Linked DNA regions of Mus musculus: regions 1 and 2 are each linked to region 3. The links are chromatin contacts, called in public Hi-C and promoter capture Hi-C maps. All regions are on one chromosome and are shown on one strand. The core of a region is the stretch at or near the end of the contact, and the rest is flanking DNA. Distances in the headings are between cores, read along the strand shown.

What was found. Promoter capture Hi-C pulls out the DNA fragments that hold promoters and counts their contacts. A called contact is a pair of places that touch in the nucleus more often than the background predicts.
Region 1: a promoter capture Hi-C map of 3T3-L1-derived adipocytes shows a contact between it and region 3, with 7 times the contacts expected there. The contact joins the enhancer-like site here to the promoter of Armc2 in region 3. A contact is called at or near these places in 13 of 39 promoter capture datasets (the 3T3-L1 cell line, 3T3-L1-derived adipocytes, the C10 cell line and 9 more), 2 of 15 datasets of contacts at CTCF or cohesin (the NIH/3T3 cell line and embryonic stem cells), 10 of 484 Hi-C or Micro-C datasets (the G1E-ER4 cell line, the HPC-7 cell line, Sertoli cells and 5 more), 7 of 115 datasets of contacts at active chromatin or transcription factors (bone marrow-derived macrophages, embryonic stem cells, forebrain and 2 more) and 2 of 9 other capture datasets (adipose tissue and liver).
Region 2: a contact with region 3 is called in a Hi-C map of bone marrow-derived macrophages, with 32 read pairs. The contact joins the enhancer-like site here to the promoter of Armc2 in region 3. A contact is called at or near these places in 9 of 39 promoter capture datasets (the 3T3-L1 cell line, cranial neural crest, hematopoietic stem and progenitor cells and 4 more), 2 of 15 datasets of contacts at CTCF or cohesin (CD8 T cells and the NIH/3T3 cell line), 2 of 484 Hi-C or Micro-C datasets (bone marrow-derived macrophages and uterus), 3 of 115 datasets of contacts at active chromatin or transcription factors (bone marrow-derived macrophages and embryonic stem cells) and 1 of 9 other capture datasets (adipose tissue).

What each region holds. Positions count from the first base shown.
Region 1 is chr10:42,203,436-42,207,365 of GRCm38.p6, forward strand. All of the region lies in intron 2 of Foxo3 (forkhead box O3), which reads right to left. Among named protein-coding and RNA genes, the nearest start is that of Gm38485, 69 kb to the right of the region's middle. Within about 2 kb of position 1,571, at least 53 of the 459 cell types and tissues checked have an H3K27ac peak or open chromatin away from gene starts, as enhancers often do. A contact at or near this core is called in 3T3-L1-derived adipocytes, adipose tissue, cerebral cortex and 2 more, where this site is marked.
Region 2 is chr10:42,151,152-42,155,622 of GRCm38.p6, forward strand. No RefSeq gene overlaps it. Among named protein-coding and RNA genes, the nearest start is that of Gm40630, 71 kb to the left of the region's middle. Within about 2 kb of position 1,535, at least 49 of the 459 cell types and tissues checked have an H3K27ac peak or open chromatin away from gene starts, as enhancers often do. A contact at or near this core is called in bone marrow-derived macrophages, hippocampal neurons and uterus, where this site is marked.
Region 3 is chr10:42,016,684-42,021,003 of GRCm38.p6, forward strand. It overlaps Armc2 (armadillo repeat containing 2), which reads right to left and starts at 1,699. Exons shown (of 18, transcript NM_001034858.3): 1 at 1,510-1,699. 1700016J18Rik (a long non-coding RNA gene) reads left to right here and starts at 1,471. Exons shown (of 3, transcript XR_871596.3): 1 at 1,471-1,578; 2 at 1,925-2,229.

The sequences.
Region 1 (3,930 bases), core at 321-2,820, 190 kb after region 3:
TCAGCTCCTTCCAAGCCATGTTTACCTTGTGGAAACTCTGCTAACCCAGACACCAGCTGCGCATGCTTTCCCTGGAACACAGAGAGGGTTTGTCTGGAAGCAACATGTGGTTCCAATTTATCTTTCCCAGCAACAGCAAGGAGAAATCTACCCACTTTAAAAATAAAAAGGTTGTGCAATTTAACTCTTAAAAGCCCTGTTTTTTTTTTTTTTTGTTTTTGTTTTTGTTTTTTTGCAAAGACAATTCTAATTCCTCCTCCCCCTCCCCCTCCCCCTCTTTTTTATTTTCTGGGCTGTCTAGAGAGAGAGAGACCAAATGTGTAATGGCTGTCAACATATGAGCCCGTCACTGCCCACTAGACTCGGGAGACACTGCAGATGGCTCGTCTCCAGCAGTCTTCATCCGCCTCTCATGCAGAACCCATGTTTTAAGTTTGCCTCAGCGTTTGATGCGAGGGCACTGGCTATTTAGAACGAAGCTGTTCGATGCCTGGATTCTACTATTTGCTCCTGGTGACCTACGGGTGGCAATGGCTGCGTGGACAGCTCTGAGGCCGCAGAGGCTGACATGCCACATACAGAGGCAGCTACAGGAAACGCTGGCTGGGCGGACAGGGCCTGTCAAAGGTTTCAGTCGAGACTCCAGGTTTCTACTCGTTAGTAATTCTGCAGTCTGGCTGCCTGTTTGAGACTCCCAGGGTAGACTTTCCTCCCCCATGTCCCTTCCCAGAGGTCTGATTCAATACCTGTGCTGAGGCCTAGGTATTTTACTTTTTAAATTTTTTTGTTTTTTCAAGACAGGGTTTCTCTGTGTACCCCTGGCTGTCCTGGAACTCACTGTGTAGATCAGGCTGGCCTTGAACTCAGAGATACCTGCCTCTGCCTCCAGGGTACCACCATGGCCCAGTTGGGGCCTGGGTATTCTGAAGTCCCCCCAGTTATGCTAATGAGTAGTCATGATGAAACCCACTGAAGTCCCCTCCCCCTAGAGCATCCCACTCACGGATTCCCAGTGCCTCAGGTCTGGTAGCAGCCCAGTGACATCACTGGAGTCCAAGACTTAGACTCACCCTGTCACTGTCCCCTTTAGCTGGCTCTGCCCTCACCTGCATTCATCTCCAGACTCTATCTCCTCTGGACTAACCACCATGATGAATGAAAACAAAGACGAGTGTCAGAGCCTAACCCTGGCCTGGAAATTGAAAAACATTTTTTTCATATGGACTATCTATAGTGGCCAAAAAATAAACCTTTCAGCTGGATAAAAATGTAAATAACCCTTCATCAGAAGGACTGTGCAATCAACTCTGACGTGGAAGACAAGTTAGTCTCTTTCTAGCCTTACCCTTGTCTACAGTCTTAAAAGTTTAAACCATTAAAGGGCCTTAAAAAACAACGATGTTCTAAAATAAATGTTGTTGAGAACTTGGCAGAGGGATTGTATTTCCAGCTAGAAACAAGACTTCCCGCTAAATTTGCTGACAGTAATTCTCTACCCACAGATGTCCTCTGGAAGCATGTTCTACGTTGTCATGCAGACAGCCAGTGATAGCAGGATTAGAGCAGTGCTCCGATGAGCGGAGCCAGGATTGCTCTCCCCCTCGCCTGTCTTAGGTAGAGCTGGCCGGAGAAGCGGCCGAGGAGACAATCCTCGCAGGGAGGCAAAGTCTCCTTAGTGTGGAGGCAGCCAGCATGCTGCCGCACGCCGTGCTGTGGGCTTTCTAGCGTGGACTTTATTTTAATACAAGAGTGATAATATACATTGGTTTTTCACCGAGCTGTCCCACAGCTGCTTCTGCTCTTGGAGGGCAAGAGGGAACATTCCATTCCTTCCAGCCAAGCTTGCACTTGCGGCACACACAGATCCCTGGCAGCCTCGCACCTCTGCCCACACCCACGGCTTGCCGCCCAGCCCTCTTCCTCCCCTGCTCCCCAAGGCCTCACACTTCCCACTCCACAGTCCGGGCCCCAGACCAAGGAAACAGCCACAGGTACCCAGTTCACATGTCTCCTCCACAGAGCAGGTTAGACCACAGCTTTTAGCCAACTCTGCTCTTCAATGTATTCTTCCCTGAGGTTTTCAAATTGTTTCCCTCTCTCATGAGAGACTTGATAAATACATGCTGCTGAAATTCCCTTTAAAACCATGGTTATCTAGCCAGATAAAATCGATGTATTAGAGAGTTCAAAGCCAAGGGATCCCAAAACAGTCTTGAAATTTATTTTTGCAGTGTTTAACAACATAATTTTTATCAACCCAAACTTTACCTGAGATTTTAAAAAAAAGCTACATCTTTTTCCAGTTTGGAAACATACTATGTATAGAAATGGATGAAAAATGGACATTAGAAACTCACATCTAGAACTCAGGGACACAGCAGAAGGTTTAGAGTCACTTTAGTGACATTAGACACTTGGTACAATGCAGGGGAATACGGCACTGGGAAACGGCAGCCATATTTACAGTGCAAGAAAACGGGGATGAGACTGTAAGGCCGGACTTGGATTCAGTCAGTTAGTAAGTGGTAACAGGGCTGAGGTGAACATACCATCTCCTGGCCTTGAGGCATAAAGGTGATGTCACCCAGAAACAATATCAGCACAGTGGTATACTGAAGGAAGAGAGTACAGGATATACAAGACAAAGACACAATCCATCTATCTTACCCATCTATCTACTCACCTACCCAACCCTCCCTCCCTCCCTCCAGCCACCCACCTATCCATCCTATCCATCCATCCATCCATCTTATCCATCCATTCTATCCATCCATCCACCCACCCACCAACCCTGTATGGAACCTGGTTTACAGTGAGTACTCAGAATGCTGTCATCTAATCACTGGCTCTGTGGGAAGGGTGCAGAAGCCACAGGACTGGTCTGAGCTGCACTTTTAAGGTGAGTGAGCTGTGAGAGGGAGGTGAGGGCCTCACGAGTGCTGTGCTGTGCAGTAAGCGCCCACTGGGTAAGTCTGGAATGGCACTGAGGTTGCTTGCGAGTTCTCGGTCTCATCCAGGGTATTAGGAGATAGCACATGCTGACGCAGACGGAAGGTTCTAGTAGAGGGATGGGGAGACCAACAAATTGACAGGGCATAGACCAGCCAGTCGGTGGTGCAAGGCCTGGTAGATGCAGCTGAGATCTAGCTGAGATAGAGCTTCCTTTTAGTTCATCTTGCAAGGCTATGGGGCCTTCACTACTTAGAGACTCACTCGAAATCACAAGTAACAAACCTTGGCGCCAAGCAAGTGCACACGAAGGGAAACTCACAGCAGTGTGTATTTTACTGCAATCTGAAGGAAGAACATGTGCTCACTGCCTGCCAGGAGTCCCTGACACATCTCATCTTATTTTCTTTTCCCCACAAGCAGGAAGCTGAGAGAGAAGAAAGTTTAAGAGTGTGTCCGGTGAGCCTTGGTGCTGCGAATCCAGCCTGTTGGCTAACTCCAAAGTTCTTCTACCATGTGTTTTCCCAATTACCAAACCCACTGAGGAGAGAGGCTGCACCAACAGGGACCAAAGGGCTTGAGCTACAAACACTTCCCGTATATGGTAGCTTCTGTGCCGAGGGAAACTAGCCACTGACTGAGTCCAAGCAGTATTACCTGGCTGTCCGTGGGAGGTCTAAAATCAGGTCCTCGAAGAGCTGGTATGGTACCACAGATCCTCATGCCAGACACATCGGGCAAATGTCTCCAAGTACCCTGGACTGCTAGGACGAGGCTTAATCTGAAACAGGGACCTCACTTTATACTATTTAAAACATCTAATTAGCCTATTATTAAGCCAGAGAGAAAGATTAGCCTGCTTCAAAATTACGTGAATCTTAAAATATGATGTCTTCTGCCTGCAAGTGAGAACAGGCAGGGTGCTCTGCTTAAGCTCAATCAGAACCTCCAGGAGAAACTGCATTAGTGTTGCAAACGTGG
Region 2 (4,471 bases), core at 285-2,784, 130 kb after region 3:
CTTAACTCCAGGCTTGAAGACACATGTGGCTGGGCTGAGAGGAGAGACAGAGCTGGGCAGGGCAGGGCAGGGTCTCAGGTCTCAGGTCCGCATTCCCGGAATGCAGTCCAGCCTGATCCTGTAACCCTCCTGGCAGGAATGGAGATAATCCAACGAGAATCGTGCCCCTCCCTCTGACTGTCAGATATTGAAACAGCCGACCCCAAGGTTGGAACTTCCTCAAGAGTCTGATGCTGGGAGAAGAAAGAGGCTGAGGCCTGGATCCCAGCCAGAGCAGAATCTCATCCCCAGAAAAAGATTCCACACAGTAGTGACAAACCACCTAACTACCTTACAGAAGAGACCAAAGCCAGGACTATGATGGCCAATGACAAACCTGATCACATCTTGACTAATTGCACTCAGCTCTTGCCCTCTCTGAAGATGGACTGGAAGAGGCCACTGGGGCTCTCGATTTCTGCTTCTTCCTAATGTGGTCACCCTGAGTAAATCTCCTTTCTCTGTTTTCTCCTTATCTGTCTAATTGGCCTATTGAATAAAGCCAGACCGGGGTTGGGGTGGAGGGGGTGACATACATCTTTAATCCCAGTAATCAGGAGACAGGGGCAGGCAGACCTCTGAGTTTAAGGTCAGCCTGGTCTGCAGAGTGAGTTTCAGAACAGCCAGGGCTACACAGGGAAACCCTGTCTCAAAACCAAAACCAAACCAAAACAAAACAAAACAAAAAAAACAACAGTAGTAGTAATAATAATAATAATAATAATAATTAATAATAATAATAATAAATACACCTGCTAAGGACTTGTGGCCATGCATGACTGATGAGGGTCACCAGTGTCCAAGCTGTGACCCTAGCAACTCAGGTAACAATGACACAGGCAGAGGAACCCCAAGATATATGTCAGGCTTCTGACAGACAAGCAGCTCCAGAGACCCCACCCCCACCCCAAACATTGAGCCCGGAAAGAAGCCACCTTGTTGACTTTAGTAGCAAAAGTATCCCCAAATCTGGAGTGTGTCAAAAATGGACAAAGGGTGCCACACAGGGTGCTGACATTTGTAACAAGCTTGATTGCAAGGCTGGCTTTGTTAAGAACAAGGATGAGCAAGGGATGATAGGCAGACTTCGACCTGAACTGGACAGAAAGGAGCGTCTCTCACCGAGGAGGAGAGAGCAGAGACCATCCTTCTTCCAAGACCTCCTTCTGGACTACGAGAGAAGAGGCCATTGGAGGCCTTTTTAAAACCAGAGAATTGACCAGTTCAAAACACAAAGTGTTGCATTTCTTCTAATAACACTGAGTTTGGCCTGGGCTTGGGGTTATTTTGAAGCTGGCAAGTTTCCTCAAAGCTGCTTTGGGAGCAACCCTGTTCATTAGTTGGTTCATTCACAGCTTCTTCCTACCAGTTAGCGTGCCTGGAACCCTGCTGCGCAAACAGCACTGGCTCGCCAGCGGGCCTGTGGGCTGGGCTGCAGCTCCCATGCACGGGCTTGCTAGCATGTGCAGAGCCCCTGTTCCACCCCAGCACAGTGAGCAAGCAGGCCTTGTGTGGACAGGGAAAAACAGACACGCTGTCTCTGTGGCATTTTTAGCCTATGAGAGGGGGAATCATCAAAACAAGACAAACATACATAAAAAGGGAAACGTGATTTGTAGTGGTTCCCGAAGGGAAAGCCAGAGTGCTGTGATCCAGACCTTGAGGGGAACCGAAGGGTCTGATTTCCATCTAAAGAACTGTTAAAAAGGGAGTTGAGGCTTGAAAGCTAAGGACTTCAGCGAGGAAGGGGGAGGGGTGGGGTGGGAGTGACCGTCCTTGGCAGAGAGGGCAGCCTGTGTGCAGTCCTGGGGTTGGGGAAATGGGAACTGATCAGAGAATCAAACAAACCACAGAGCTGGCTCCAGTTCCCCAGGGGCAGGTTGTGTGTGTGCAAAATGAGAAAGTGGTCCTAAAAACCGGTACTGACCAGCCTGGACACTGTCCTGTATCAGACGCTTGAATCGGGCAGAAATAATCAATAGTTCTGACACATAATGAGGCCACAAACAGGCCAGCCATGTAGACAGGATTCCCAAGAAAGGCTGTGTGCCAACATAAGGCTAGGGAAAGAAGAGACTGTTTGTTTGTTTGTTTGTTTGTTTCTTGTGAGTGGGAGCTTTGCTCACACTTATGTGTGTGCTTCACATGCGTGCCTGGTGTCCTCAGAAAAGGAGGTCTGATCCCTGCGACTAGTGAACCACCATGTGGGACTAGTGAACTAGTGGGACTAGTGAACCACCATGTGGGACTAGTGAACTAGTGGGACTAGTGAACCATCATGTGGGACTAGTGAACTAGTGGGACTAGTGAACCACCATGTGGGACTAGTGAACTAGTGGGACTAGTGAACCACCATGTGGGACTAGTGAACTAGTGGGACTAGTGAACCATCATGTGGGACTAGTGAACTAGTGGGACTAGTGAACCATCATGTGGAACTAGTGAACTAGTGGGACTAGTGAACCACCATGTGGGACTAGTGAACCACCGTGTGGATGCTGGGGACTGAGCCCCCATCCTCTGGAAGAGCAGCCATTGCTCATAACCATTAACCCATCTCTCCAGTCTACTTAAGCTCCTTTGAGTCTATAAAAGATTTAACCTTTGGGGAGATAAGAGAAGGTTAATATAACAGTTTCAGTTCTTATTTATCCCAAGAGTGAAGGAGTCCAACTGAGGCCAGAAAGCATAAATGCAAACAGGCTATCCACTGAAGAGGGGACTTTTGCTGGGTGTGATGCCTCACTCCTGTAATCCCAGAACTCTGGAGGCTGGAGCCACAAATTTGAAGCCAACAGAGGAGAACACATAAGTTTCAGGCTAGCATGGGCTAGAGGGTGCAACCCAGCTTCAAATATTGAATCCAGCAGCCCACGTCCTACCTGGAAAATTACACTCTAGCAGAGAAGAGAAACTATCCGTTTCAGTATCACGCATGAGAGCTGATAAGAGATTGTAAGTTAGAAGGAAGTATGAAGGACACCACTGTGGTGGGGTCAATGCTGGGGTCTCAGAGCGGAGGAGTCAGCGTCCCCGAGGAAGTAGGATAAGGTAATTAGGCAAAAGGTTGGCTGGAGGCTAGAAGAGAATAGTCTAGGCACTGGGCATAAGCAACACCCCTGTGATGGGAACATCAGGAAAGTTAGAAATTTGGAGACTGGGGTACAGAGAACATAGATAGCAAGGGGGTGCCATTAAACATGTCCTACTCCTTTGTGGGAAATTGTCTGAGGGTTTAACTACTGTGAACAGACACCATGACCAAGGCAACTCTTATAAGAACATCATTTAATTGGGGGGCTGGCTTACAGGTTCAGTCCATTATCATCAAGGTAGGAGCATGGCAGCATCCAGTCAGGAACAGTGCAGGAGGAGCTGAGAGTTCAACATCTTCATCCAAAGGCCAATAGAAGAAAACTGGCTTCCAGGCAGCTAGGATGAGGGTCTTAAAGTCCACACCCACAGTGACACACCTACTCCAACAAGGCCACACCTACTCCAACAGGGCCACAGCTTCTAATAGTGCCACTTCCTGGGCCAAGCAAGTACAAATCACCACAGAGATGGACAGAGGGGACAAGAGAGCAAGCATAGAGGCTAGTGAAATTGAGAAAATTCTCATGAGACCTTGTGGTAGCCTGGACCAGGACTGGGGAGATGTGGCCAGGTTTGAGACATGTTTAGCATATAGATTGGGCCTGGAGTAAGTAGACTAAAAGGGTCACAGGCGTTTACAGGGAAAGAGGAACTAAAGGCTGAGACTCAGAGAGTCTGTGGGTATTTGGAGTTATTCATCAGCTTAGGGCACCTCAGAGAAGACAGGACAATGGCTGAAAAGGGGAGACTTGGATTTCAGACGATTTGCAGAATGGGTTCAAGAATTAAACAGTCTTGTTAGGCAGTATAAAACACACACAATCCAGGTATTTTATTTACAAGCTATAAGCTTAGATTGGACAGGTTAGGAGCTATTCTAAATTATTTCCCAGCGGTATGTCCCTTGTTACTTGCTGTTTTTTTCTGGCCACATGCTTGTGGTCCAACACAGAGTAGAAACAATTACGAGAACTATTAAGTAAGAGCTACATTCAAAAAGTCTAGTCTGTTTGTATTTGGCAACTTGGGAGAACTTATTTTATTATCTATCCTATCCTGGTGAGTTTAGAGTTCTGATCTAAATCATTCTATATCCTAACTTGTATTACCATTCCAAAAACATCTTTAAACCTAAAAACATCAACTCATGTCCTAAACAACCTAAGGTTAACTGTGAGACTATAACTATCTAGTAGTCTTCAACTGAAGGAGATAAATTTTATCTGAGTATGCAAGAAGTCCAGGCAAGCACTTCCAAAATTATAAAAATGACAAGACAGTTGGCTGTCTGGGAAGCTACCCAGTATTCTAAAACATTGCAGCAGCATCTTCAGCC
Region 3 (4,320 bases), core at 449-2,948:
ACCACAAGCATGCAGTGCCTGCCAAGGCCAGAAGACAATACTGCATTCGCTGGGACTGGACTTGTGAGCCACTGTGTAGGTTCTGGGAATCAAACCCTGGTCCTCTAGAAGAGCAGCCAGTGGTCCTAACCACTGAGTCATCTCTCCAGACCCACGTGTTATTTGCATGTGTTACTTTCTTCTTCTGGCCTCAGAGGGCATTACAGGCACACTGTACACACACATACACACAGGCAAACATTCATACACATAAAACAAGAATAAATATATCTTTAAAAACCCCTATCTCTACTGTTTGCTACCAACAGCCACCAGAGCCACCTCCTTCATGTTAAAGACAACATTGCCCATCAACATTGCCGACATAGGGTTTGCTGGTGCACCCTCTTTCCCCAGCAAATCAAACACTCAGGGCTCTTTCCATGACTGAATTACTTTGGCATTAAATGAGCATCCAAACAGGTGCAAGAAAAGTGCTTAGATGTCAGAGCAAGTGTTAAGTCCCCCGAGGATCTGCAGCTCTGTGACCTTGAAGGGCATTAGACATCTCTATACCCGAGTTCTCTTCTGTTAAAAAAGCATGGATAATGACCAACTCTCAGGGCAGCTTTCAGCATTGCATGAAATGTCCAAATGCTTTAGCACGATGCTAGCTAGCTCTTACAATACTAAGAAGTACTGTCCAAGTGCTGGCTGGTCAAGAAAGATCTTCCTAGAATGAAAATACTCACCAACAAGAGAAGTCACAAAAGAGACTATCTGTCCAATGTTTTCATGCATATCATAAATTTAAATTTTCAACTAGAGAATACCATCCTTGATTTAAAAACAAAATAAAAACAAACAAACAAAAAAACCCAGCGTTTTTATCTGAATGTCAGTTATCCCAAATCTATGCAAACTGCTAGTCAAAACCTTAGGGATTTACAAAAATGGGATACATATAGTGTGACTTATTTTCTACCAAACGAAAAGAATATGATGTCGGGATGGAAGAACCTGCGGTAATACTTGTGGCATGGGTTGTAAGGGGCATTCTGTATACATACGGTGTAATTAATATTGTTCCACATACACTTTATTGAGGAGTCATTTGTTACCTAGGAAAATCCTAGTTTGTTCTTGTGGCCTGCCTCCACAGAGTCCCTTAGTCTATCACTCTCTCATTCAACCAGTGTTACTGGTTACTCCTGTTAAATACCAGGCAACTGACTAAATGCTCACAGTTACAGAAGCTGACTCCTGTGCAGACCCCGAGAGTATGCAGCAGCACCCCTCGACCCTATCTGGGAACAGAAGAGAGACTGCAGGAGGGGTCCCTGGTGAACCTGCAGGGGACTCCTCACCTCCCGCACGCACAGCTGCTCTCCCACTCCCGGAAAAGCCCGCTCCTTCACCGGTCCAGGTTAGGGCCGAGCGCCTCAGCATCCTCACCTCGCCCTCCCGCCCTCCCGCGCACCGCCTTTGCCCTGCTGGCTAGCATCTCCATGGTAACCGTACACAAACCACCTTTCGCTGCAGGCCGAGCGGTCAGCCTACAGATCCAGGACGCCGCAGAGCGAAGCGGGATGCGCTGGAGTAGGTGCTGGTTGGGGAATCCGGGCTCGACTCAAAACACCTGTGACAAGCGCTAGACACTTAGACCCCGGCGGAGTGTGACGGCCTTCCCGCTCTCGCAGGGCAGCAGGGACCAGGAGGAGGGGCGGGGCGGGGCGGGGCGGGGCGGGGCGGCCCTGCTCCACTCTCCGCCACTGAGCCTGCGCCAATCCCTCTAGCCACGCACGCGTAGCAGCGTCGAGGCGTGGCGAGGGCCCGTGCGGGAGCGCGGGCAGGAGCATACCCACAGGGGAAAGGCAAGAATGGGTGGAGGGGAGTCTTCTTTTACATTAGCAATATGTTCAACCATGTTTGTTTCTCCCCGTAGGATCTCCAAGACTGTTAAACAACTGGCAGAGGAACAATGTAGTGTTTTGGGAAAGAGTCGGTTATTGATTATAGACGTCAACGTCCACCTGGAACGGTTCCTTAGCATCTCATCTCTTATGCTTCAGGCAGAGAGTGCTATCCCTGTGTGTGAATAGCTGAATCGTGGGCCGTAGCAAAATAAATGTGAAGAGCTGTGAATGTAGCAGTGAATGTTAACCTGTTGGATATCATTAACTCCTTGCATTTGGGCAGCACTCAACCGTTTGTAGAGCGAGCTCACAACAGAGCAACTAGGGACCCAAGGTGAGATCAGGAAGGAGCGATTTAAGTCTTGGGTTGCTATGGCTAGTCGCTGTGTGTTCTTACTGAATCACTACAACCCAACAGGGGAAGAAAAAAAAAAGAGTCCTGTGTATATGTTTCTAATTCAAACTCTGTTTGCGTCTACACTGGATCATTGGGTAACACTTGTGAAATACAAGCGAGGCATAAGCTCTAAATTTACACTACGGTATATAAACATAGGGATTATCAGCAAGTGTTGTCAACACTGGGAAAATGCCGTATTCCATGGTGCCAAGGGTCTTGTAAAGAATAACTAAATTGTATCTATTTTGCACAGTTAATACCTTTGATGAGAAATGACACCTGGAACACTGAGTAAAGGTTTTCCAAGTGCTTAACAAGATTTCCCACATCACAGACAAAGAAAACTCAATCATTGATGAAGTTTAGGATCCCAAACTAAATATTATTTTTCACTGGGAACAGGATCTATCCTATGAAGTCCCATTTGTGTGTCACCAGACTCAACTGTGCAAAAGGACATTGCCTGTTGTATAGAAAGCATAACTAGCATTTTGATCTCATAGTTTGTGAGATATGATAAAATACAAGTCCATTTGGGTCTCTTGGTGGCTGTTTATAAATACAGGTGTCTATCTGACCCTTCATGGAGAGTCAGACTTCTCCAAATGTTTTGTTATTAAATGACTGGTAATCTGATATTAACTCAACCTCAACATCTTTCTGAATGATGGTGGGTGAAAAATGAGTATATCGATAGCCAATAGAAATTCAGCTTTACATCTTCTTCTCACCCCAGATTTGCGGTCCACAGTGAGCCTTCCCAAACGTTGCAGTAGCTGGCTTCTAAGTCTAAAAGTCTCATCTCCACTGAAACATGAGCTTACAAACCTGTAAAACAGACATGGCTTGGACCTATAATCCCAGCATGTGAGAAACTTAGACAGGAGGATTACCTTAAGTTCCAAACTAGCCTGAGCTGCACAGTGAGACCCTGTCTCAGAAGACAAAACAAGACATCAAAACCAAATCTGTTTGTTTGTTTGTTTTTTTACCAACAATTGTTATCTATGGTCTTGTGTCTAAAATGTTCATCTAAACTAGACCTTGTAAGCAAACCATTGAAATATGAAGCCAGTCAACCCAGCAGGCCAGATGTCAGCCAAGCAGGCTAGAAGAACCGAAAAGAATGACAGAGACAGAGTTATAGGAAATAATTACTTGAAGAGATAAATGGCATATACCTTAGTTTACTGTAGAACAGTCTATGGGAAAATATTTAGGCTACTTACTACACAGAGGCCTATGTGGCTGATTTGGATGTTCCTCCAAAATTCTACACAGATGGGATTTTGTAAAGAAGGGATGACTAAACTGTGTTTCATAGACCTTAGGGGAAAATGATTAGTTATAAATATAATATACTTATAGAGTTTTATTTGTAGTTTCCAAATTGATTTCATTTGGAACATCTCCTTCTGTTGTCTTCTTTGGAGTTTATAATAATCTGGAAAGGTTCTTTGATGATTTATTTATTTGTTCTTATTTCATGTATATTGGTGTTCTGCCTAAGTGTCTGGGTGAGGCTCTTGGATCCTCTGGCACAGATAGCTGTGACCTGCTGGGAGTTGAGCCCCGGTTCTCCAGAAGAGCAGCCAGTGCTCTCAACCACTGAGCCATCTCTCCAGCCCTCTATTTGGATTTGAAGTCGGAGATTTAGAAGCCTAAGTAATCTGTTCACAGCGCGCCCGCAGCTTGTAAAGGGATGTAAACTGGTGTTCTTGGTACCAAAGTCCAGTAGACTGTCCTGCCATTGTACATACATAAACGTAATATTTCAGTCCAGGGATGAGAGGTTCTCCCTAGCCTGTGATGGGCTCTAGGCATCGAGAGGAAACTTCAGAAACTTCACCTGATAATATTCCCACCGAACTTCTGGGTACTGAGTTAACAAGAGGAGTCTGTAAGTGGTAAATTGACAATATAAGTATTTGAGCTCTCTGCTATGAAAAATAAGCAGGGGTCCGGGTAGGTCTGGAGAGATGGCTCAGCAGTTATAAGTGCTTGCTGCTCTTGCAGAAGACTAGA